Linked DNA regions of Mus musculus: regions 1 and 2 are each linked to region 3. A link is a contact called in public Hi-C and promoter capture Hi-C data. All regions are on one chromosome and are shown on one strand. The core of a region is the stretch at or near the end of the contact, and the rest is flanking DNA. Distances in the headings are between cores, read along the strand shown.

Region 1 (3,039 bases), core at 374-2,873, 170 kb before region 3:
TTTGAGGCAGAGTTTCTCTTTGTAGCCCTGGTTGTCTTGAAACTCGATCTGTAAAACATGCTGGGATTAGAGGTGTGCCCCACAACTGCCTGCCTAAATCTGCCTAATTTTTTTTTTCCTAAATTCTTAAGTGTGTCTGCTTTCCTGTTGATTAAAATGAAAGTTCCAAATTAAGTAACTAAAACTCCAGAGTTCAGCAATTAAGTATCTTTGGCAAGCCTAGAGTTGCTCACACACACACACACACACACACACACACACACACACACACACACGTCACCTAGTTTAAAAACTTGGGTCTGGTAGCTGAAACTTGAATTGCTTATAACTCCAGAACTCAGAACTAAGGCAGGGAGCTAGTCGGAGTTTGAGGCCAGTCTCAGGAAAAAAAAAAAAAAGGCAGACACAGTGGCACACACTTGTCACCCAGCAATCCCAGCTAAACGACCGAGAGGCTGAGACAGTAAAGTACGCTAACATATAGTTCCAGACCAACCTCGGTAACATCACAAAAATTCAAAAAAATTAAAAACTCTGGGTAAGTTATTTGGATGTCAGTCGGGGAGAGCTGAACCCCACACCCTCCCTCCTCTCAATTTTGTCTTTTGGTCAATGAACAAAGGCAGATAAAAGAAAGAAAGAAAGAAAGAAAGAAAGAAAGAAGGAGAGAGAAACCCTGTCTCGAAAAACCAAAAAAAAAAAAAAGAAGAAGAAGAAAAATGAGAAAGAGAAAAGATGCTGCACCTTAGCCATGTACTTTCATTAGCTCGTGAGTTTCATAAACTCATTTTACAGCTTAGCTTAAATTCAGCAATGTCTACTTGGTTATTAGAGGTGAATTTGATGGTTGCTCTTCGCTGAAAAGTGCGTTCCCTTTTAAAAGCAAACCTACTTTCATCTATTGGACCAAACACACAGAATAAAGAACTATTAGTCTTTCCGAAGTGGAAATAACCCCAAGGTGAGCGCCAAACTACATGCAAAGTAAGTAGGAAGCTTTATTCCCAAACTGACAACTCGGACGGGGTAGCACAGAGCAATGACAGCTAAATTTTCGGCGACATTGGCTTTTAAAAGGGAACGCACTTTTCAGCGAAGAGCAACCATCAAATTCTTTGTGACTGCAGCTTAACTTTAACCAACACCAACATCCCCCCCCCCCCCGAGACAAACCCTAATTTAGAACTAAACGTGGTAGCATGTTTACCGAACAAAACACGGGGAGCCCCAGAAACCGATGACTTGGTGTCCTTCAGAAAGGTAAACAAATCGCTCTCCGGAACGGCTAGCCCAAAAGCTAAGCCTCCGCGTCCGGACTCGTCCCAGCCTCTCCTTACCTGCATCTCACCACCACCTGGATGTTCCTGCCCTTTTCCTCTTTCTTCTTCAAAGAACTCGGCTGGGACGCCATGACGGTCGAGCCAAAACCTGCCGGCCTAGCGGAGACTCAGACACAGTGAGAACCGGGAGCAGCCTCTCCTCACCCGGTGCTGCCAAGGCCACGAGGACCGAGACTCGCAGCTCGGCGTCCCCGAGGTCCACGCAGGCCTCTTGGCCGTGGCCGCCGCCCCGCAAAAGCCGGACAGGACGAACCTCCTCCTCTGCTCCGAAATCAGCAACGATTCCGCGCCTCAATTTTGAAAAATGGAGACGACTGACCGGACCAATAGCAGAGCGGCACGCGAGGCATCATGGGACGCCGTGTCGTCACTGTGGTGACGACGGGGCGTGACCCGAAGAAATGGATGGCGGTGCAGGCTGGCTCCTGTAGTCCGAAGTTCACTGTGCAAGCTTTCAGTGCTGCCGCTGGCGGGCTTCTGGGGCCTGGGACGCCTACATCGCCGCATTCGCTGGGTCCTTACCGCCCTCCGAGGCTTCTCGCTTTCCGTAGAGAGGTGACGAACAACTCGGCCGTTTAAGGTGTAGGTGGGGACCGGGGAAACAGAAAAGCCGAGTCCTCCGCCTCATCGGGTTTCCGGAGCTGCTTTTTCTGTTTCGCGGGATCTTAAATGCGGTTTAGCCTCTCCGATGTAACTTAGCGAGGATCAGAGAAAGCGCCGCCGACCTCGCCAAATACCCGCCTTCCGCACTCCAGATCCCTGGTCCTCTGGATTAAGCAAAGCCAACTGTCTACTGGTAAACTACTCTCGGAGGCAGGAGTGGCAGAGGAGCTCTCCGAGTTCCAGACCAGCCTGATCTATAAAGCGAGGCCAGGACGGCCAGGGCTGGTTGCACAGAGAAACGCTGTCTCCAAAAACAAACAAACAAAAACAAAACAAAAGCTAGCCCCAGAGACTCACTGCTATCTCAAAATGTCCCACAAAGTGAACATATTGAACATCTTTATACCCTTGCCTCCGGCCAGTCTTTCTCACTTCAACACGTGTTTTTAACCAGACCCTTCCTCTGCAATCACCTTCCTCCAAGACTTTGAATCTCGTCCCTGAATGACTTCCTTCGATGTTCCTACTGCTACCCTTTTTTTCTCCTCCCTGCTACTGCATTCACTCAGCAAATATCCTTTAAAAAGCAAACCAAACACATATAGGGACAGAGGCAGAAAGATCAGGAGTTCAAGCGTCCATTTCATACATTTCCAGTTTAGTATCAAACTGTGTTATGTCCATCATTTGCTATTTATTCGTTTGTTTTAAACAAGATATCTTTCTGAACACAAGGCTGGCCCTGTGAGAATCCTCAATGATCTTCCTGCCTTCTGCATACTGGTATTGAAAGAATGAGCTACCAGTCCTGGCTGGTTTCTTGTTTGCTTTTTTTTTTTTTTTTTTTTGAGGGGTGTGGCTTAAGATTATTTATTTATGTGTGGGGTAGTGTGTCTGTGTGTGTGTCCTCCAAGTGTGTGGTGGTGCCCTTGGACAGAAGATGGCATTGAATGCCCTGGAACTGTAGTTAAAAAGTCAGTTGTGAACCACCTACAGTGGGCGCTAGGACCTGAATTCAGGTCCTGTGGAAGAACAGGAAGTGCTCTTAACAGCTCTTATCCATCTCTCCAGCCCATGATTTTTTTTGTTGTTGTTG
Region 2 (2,931 bases), core at 293-2,792, 180 kb after region 3:
ACTGCTAGGACTTGTCCCTTCTGATCTGGTTTAAAAACTTCCTGACTATAGCTGTAGCTGTGTCTATGTGGGTCCTCTGGGGAGGAATCAGCACCCCCAAACCAATGAACTAATGCACCGTGGGCTTCTTCTGAAGCCCAGAGGCTCTCACAGCCGCTGATTAGAAAGTCTTTTAAAGGGAACTAACTGACTTGTGTGGCCCAGTGAGATTTTGGAATGGCGTGGGACCTTTCTGTCAAGGCTCTCTTTGCTAGTTGTGAACTTTGGCTTCTCCTCACTTGTCTCTCCAGGTCTCAAGGCTTGCCAGTCATTTTTAGTGTGAATACCCTGTTTTAGCAGGATGAATATGGTCTCCTTGCTATAAATGGTAGTGCAGGCCTTTTAATTCCAGCTACTCAGGAGGCTGAGGCAGAAGACTCACAACTTTGAGAGCAGCACCGTAAGAAGCTGCATCAAAACAATGTCTCTCTTTCCAGCTCGTACTTGAGTATAGATGTGGCTTATGGGATGACCAGCCAGAAAGACCATCGTCATTTTCCTAGCTGTTTACTTTAGCACAATACTCAGGGTCTCCAAACTTACAGGTAGGTGGCGGTAGCCAGCTAGCAGTCTCTTGGCGGGTGCTTATTCTTACATGGAAGAGCTGTATAAGCACCCACTGGGGTAAAGGAAACAGGCCTGAGTTAGCTCAGCCAGCGTGCTCTGTGCCTAGACACTGTGACAGTCATCTAGCTCCCAGACTTCAACCAAATGTCTTGGTTTTTGTCCTCCACGCGGTACAGTCTTAGCTGATTTACGTTCACATCTGAATCCCATTCCCAAGCAGCATGGAGAAGCAAGACAGGAGTAGCCCAGATGCTTTCAGGGACGCTGCTAGGTGGGTTTTCTTCTGTCTTTCATGAAACACAACTACCACTATGCCTGATGACCTGACTTCCATCCTTGGGACCCACATGGTGGAAGGACAGTCAACTGTCACAGATTGTTCTCTGACCTCTGTGAGCATGCCATGGCACAGTACACAAGTGAATTTTTCAAATGCATTATGTCTAAAGCAATGATCTTAAAGCCAGAGACCTCACAGAGCTCCACGCCCAATAAAACACAGAGGTCCATGTTGTGTAATCAGGCATTTTGAACTGTGGAGATGACATCAGGATCATTTTAAACCTTTCACCTCCTAGTACCTGAGACTGTAAAAATGGTAAGAATTATTATCCTTTATAAAGCAAAAGAAAATAAAATCCAATCCATTCCCCATACGGATTTTTTTCAGTCTATCCCAGGGCATCTCTAAAATTAATAACTGTGAATTTGCTATATCTGGAAGGTTGTGGGTGATTTTTGTTGCTAGCAAAAATCTATTTGCACATCACTCCTTTCATTTCCTAGGCATCTGCCATCTGCTTTTTAAGTGGTGGGATTTCAACTCACAGACAGTTGAAACTTAGCATTATATTTAGTTATTCCTGGCCAGCCTGCTAGTGGGAAACCTGCATTAACTCTGGGTGGATATGGTAACTAGCAGGGCACCTGCATTAGCTCTCGGTGGCTATGGTAACTAGCAGGGCACCTGCATTAGTGCTGGGTGGATATGGTAACTAGTGGGAGTATTAATGGGGCTGTGTGGTTTTAAGTCTGGATAGAGTCTCTGTTTCGAGCCAAGTTTTGAGTGCATTATGTTAAAGGTGCTCCCATTAAATGTTTCTTCTTAGAAGACATGTTGTGCCGGGCGTGGTGGCGCACGCCTTTAATCCCAGCACTTGGGAGGCAGAGGCAGGCGGATTTCTGAGTTCGAAGCCAGCCTGGTCTACAGAGTCAGTTCCAGGACAGCCAGGCTACACAGAGAAACCCTGTCTCGGGGAAAAAAAAAAAAAGAAGAAGAAGACATGTTGTTCAAGATGATAGGAAATGACCTACTAAGTGATCTAGGGGCCTTTCATGGCCTGATCATGGAATACCCTAATCACATTAAGGCCAGTATGGAAACAGGGACCACTATACCTAATCCTTAACTTTCGAATATTTTCCAATTATATTAAACTTGAGGTGTCAACAACACTGCTCTCTTCTAACCCTCACATAGTGTACTTAAAGAATCTGATGTGTTCCTACTTGTCACACCTCCCTACCCCCTTCCAACCCCCACCAGTGTCTACCTTGGAAATTCCATGTGTGGCTCTGATGGAGATGACTTGACCTGCCCCATTCTAAAGTCATGCCAACATGATTATGACCAGAGACGAGCCTCACATCCATTTCTGGTTGGTTCATGTCTACGTTTGGCCTCTTTCCCCCGGCTTGTCCACCTGCACTTCACCATCTGCAATCTTTGCTTTTTTTGGCTTCCAGCCACCTGGATGCATCCCTTACGTGCCCCAGGATGGCTAGATATCTGATTGGCTTATCTGAGTGATAGCTCTTGTCAAGGGTATACAGTTGTGGTCACCCTTAATACAGCTTTTAGAACATAAGCCACACTGCGGCTGACCTGAGCCAGGGCTTCACCTCATTACTACAAACCCTCCCGCACAGGGAGGAGTCCGCACCTGCTCATGCTCTCCCTAGTGACTTTTCTCTGCCTCTCGGAGTTCCTGCATTTTGTCTACTTAATTTGGGAGGTCAGTATCTTGATCACTAGAGACAAAGCAAGCATTGAGATCATTTTTGTGATGTCTGACATTCTTTTGGTCTGTAGAATTCATAATTAGCTTACTGCAGTCTCTTCCTATTCAAGGCTCTGTCTCAGCTCTCCTTACCTGTCGGAGAGCATTACTGTACCACCGGTACTTTGTGTCCTTGGGCCTGGTCAACCCATATGGTAGTGGATCTAACTATTTCTGTATGTCATGCTCATGTCCTGTGTCCTTGAGTCTCCTAGAAATAGAAGGTCAACTTGACTGTGTGGTTGGCTCTACCTAGGACTTGGGA
Region 3 (3,109 bases), core at 261-2,760:
GCTAAGTACCAGAGATTTAGGCTAAATCCTGTCATAAAATATGAGGGTGTAACTTCTTGCCTTCCCTGATGGATCTTTGATGCCCACCTCCCAGCCCCAGTAGTTAATGGCTATAACCTCAATCAAGAGAGGGCCTTCATTTAATAAGTTTCAAAGCTGAATCTTAAGTGCATTGAGAGCATCACCTGCTGAAGTGGGTGGCCAGTTAGTCTATTTAGAGTTGCAAGCAACCTCAAACATTATGAATTAGATCGACCAATTGGTCAGAACAGCAAGCAGCTGCCTTGGTGAAAAGGTGGATTTAATTTAGTTTCCAAAAACTCACTGGCTGGAATTTAAACGGCAGAGGGCAGTGCTGTAGACTTTCTCAAAGAGTTTTAGTGGCTGGAGACCCCAGGAATGGGCAACTGGTCCCAGTACAAGCCCAAACGTGTCTGGGAACTTAGCGATCGTCAAGTGTGCTACGTGTTCAATGTTGCATGCTTGTGGCTGTTTTCCATAACCTCTACTCTAGTGTGACCGACCGTTAAGGCTCCCTTGTGGATATTCTGACCTTACGGTTTGGGGGTAGGGATGGGATTGGGGGAGGGTGGTGGGGGAGTTGGAAAGAGAAACGAAACCCAGGCTTTAAAAGAAGGAATGCCTATCCTTGCATTGTGAAAGTGCAAGGGACCAGTCTCCAGAATGACAATCGGGTACTTCCCAGTGGCGTCGCTGTCAACCCCTTTACTACATTGTCCGGGGAGGAGGGGGAGAAATAGAAACTAATACTATGGGTTAACAATAGCGCCTCTTCACCTCAAAAAACAAAACAAAACAACAACCAAAAAAAAAAAACCCAAACAGGCTGGCGGCCAAAGTAGACCTCCCTCCTTTAACTAAGTTTCAAAGTCTACGACCCTGACCTCTCGCCCGCTCTTCTCCCCAGTGCCACCTCCAAACTCAGAGCCCTTTTCCCGGCCTCCGGGCCGTGGAACTCTCGGCGGACGCCAGGATCCCCGCTCTCGGGGCCTCGAGGCCAGCATGGGCAGGCCCAGGACGAAGGCCGGCAGTTCCCGGCCCCACGTTGCTCCTACCTGTCCAGCATCTGTTGAAGGGCTTGGTCCGGCATCTTCCGCGGAGCCGGCGAGCTCGGCCCTCGCCCGCAGCCCCGCTCAGGGCCAGGCCCCGGGACAATAGCACTGAGAGGCGGCGGAGTAGGCCTCAGTCCCGCGGCGGCCGCGGACCCGCCACACAGCCTCCCGGCGTGGCTCCCAGAGGCCCGCGGTGGCGCTGCGCGGCCGGCGGGCGACCGCAGAGGGCGGCGGGGAGTGAGGAGGAGGAGCCTGGGGCCGGGAGGCGGCGGTCGCGGCCCGGGTTCCTGCCGGTCCGCCCAGGGTTCCGGTCCATGGACCGCCGGGGCGCCGAGCTGCTGCCGGCGGAGGAGCTACCTCTGTGAGGTAAGAGTCGCCGCCTCCGTGCGCGCCGGGGTCACGACGCAGGGGCGGCTCGGAGCAGCCTGGGAGATGTAGTCCTCGGACCGTCCCCGCTAGAGGCTGCACAGCCCGCCGGGACCCCCGCCGCCGTGCCCGCCGCCGCCGGGCCGGCGCCCTCCCGTTTCCTTCCTCCAGGGGGAAAAAAAAATGTCCTTCGGGCCGCTGTCCGGGAAGCGGCAGCATGTGGCGCTCCGCTGTCAGTAGCAACAAGGTCAGCGCCCCTTCTCCGCGTCTTGTCCCCTCAGCTCTCGCGCTCAGGTGGGACAGAGCCAGGTGAGGGGTGGCGGCGTGGAGGGCCAGTTTCTGGGCCGGGTCAAGTACGCCGGGCCGCGGCGGCGCGAGGCCGGGCGCTCGGGTCAGCCTCGGCCGCGTCAGAGCCCATCTTCGGGGAGGGACAAGTGGCTTAGTGCGGGGCTGCTCTGGAGGGGCGTGTGGGTAACCCGACTGTTCGCACCGGCGCCTCTGTGTGTGTGTTGGGGACATAGGAGAGCATGGGGGGTGGGACGCGAGCAACCACTTTGCCTGTCCAGGAACCTTCTCGGTTCTGGTGCTGTCGCCCAGCCTTCGAGGGCTTGCGGGCAGCCTCCAAAGGGGACACGCTGCTGAATAAACAGCCCTTGCTTGCTCAGCTGTGGGTTGTCAGGAGTGTTTGTTTCTTTCCGCAGCTGGTCACCGTTAACCATTCCTAAGGCTCCTTGACACTTCTAAGCAGGTGGATCCCGGCCGAGGGATCAAAAAGGGAAGAAGTGACAAATCACGCCTCTGTCTTCTCTGACGCCGGAAGGGATAGCTTTGGAGGGGGGAAACGAGCTGTTGTTGACTTAAACCGATGCGTAATTTGGACGACCTGTGGCATTGTTTAGCGCTGTGATTGGTGGGATGTTTTGCTAGTTTTCCGTTGGTTGTGCCTACGGTTTTTTGGTTTTTTGTTTTTTTTTTTTAAACTTCTACAAAACGTTTGCTATTTCTTTAAATGAAAATGTTTCTTTAAATTTGAGCCTGGAGTGGTTTCTCAGGCCTATAATTCCAGACTTGGAAGACTGAGACAGAAGGATTACCTGGTCTGTATAATGAATTCCAGAGTAGCCTAGGCTAAATAAATAAATAAATAAATAATCAATCAATCAATTAATCAAGGATATGGTAGGCGTCCAATCCCGTAACCCCAGCACAGGAGAGGAGGAGGCAGAAGGATTAGGAGTTCAAGGTCAACCTCTAACTCTAATTAGTTTGACTCTGTCTCAAAAGGACAAACAAAAAGCTGCATAGGCATGGCCAGCAGATCTGGGAGGGTCTTCACAAATTCAAAATCAGTTCGGGTTACAGAGAGAGACCCTATCCCACAACAGTAACCATCAAAGCTACTTTTGTTTGTTTGAGTTTTTCCTTGGCAAGGACTATGTATCTGCAACACAGGGATGACTGGACTTGGAGATCCTCCTATCTAGAGCTCCCCATATCTGGAATTATATAGGCATGGCCCACCACACCCAGAACCGAAAGGCTTTCAAAATTATTGCTTAAGGTAGTTTGTTTTTTTTTTTTTTTTTTTTTTTTTTTTTACAATCAGCTCTTACCTGTGTAAATCTATTTTTGTACTAGTGCGTCCATGGTCAGGATATATAAATAAAATA

What was found. Hi-C and Micro-C count contacts between places; a contact is called where the count stands out from the background. Capture Hi-C pulls out chosen DNA fragments and counts their contacts.
Region 1: a contact with region 3 is called in a promoter capture Hi-C map of adipose tissue. A contact is called at or near these places in 1 of 39 promoter capture datasets (liver), 9 of 484 Hi-C or Micro-C datasets (CD4 T cells, CD8 T cells, Th1 cells and 6 more), 6 of 130 datasets of targeted methods (the SCID.adh cell line, effector CD8 T cells, embryonic stem cells and 3 more) and 3 of 9 other capture datasets (adipose tissue, liver and pancreatic islet).
Region 2: a Hi-C map of cortical neurons shows a contact between it and region 3, with 1.9 times the contacts expected there. A contact is called at or near these places in 14 of 39 promoter capture datasets (the C10 cell line, HPC-7-derived erythroid cells, the SN4741 cell line and 8 more), 29 of 484 Hi-C or Micro-C datasets (the AML12 cell line, B cells, the C2C12 cell line and 20 more), 32 of 130 datasets of targeted methods (the 230-238 cell line, the NIH/3T3 cell line, the SCID.adh cell line and 20 more) and 5 of 9 other capture datasets (adipose tissue, embryonic stem cells, liver and 2 more).

Annotation. Positions count from the first base shown.
Region 1 is chr19:37,374,966-37,378,004 of GRCm38.p6, reverse strand. It overlaps Kif11 (kinesin family member 11), which reads right to left and starts at 1,623. Exons shown (of 22, transcript NM_010615.2): 1 at 1,338-1,623. The coding sequence starts at 1,411.
Region 2 is chr19:37,031,037-37,033,967 of GRCm38.p6, reverse strand. All of the region lies in intron 10 of Cpeb3 (cytoplasmic polyadenylation element binding protein 3), which reads left to right. Among named protein-coding and RNA genes, the nearest start is that of Btaf1, 110 kb to the right of the region's middle.
Region 3 is chr19:37,205,872-37,208,980 of GRCm38.p6, reverse strand. Cpeb3 (cytoplasmic polyadenylation element binding protein 3) reads left to right here and starts at 1,510. Exons shown (of 11, transcript NM_001290827.1): 1 at 1,510-1,686. It overlaps Marchf5 (membrane associated ring-CH-type finger 5), which reads right to left and starts at 1,436. Exons shown (of 6, transcript NM_027314.3): 1 at 1,077-1,436. The coding sequence starts at 1,111.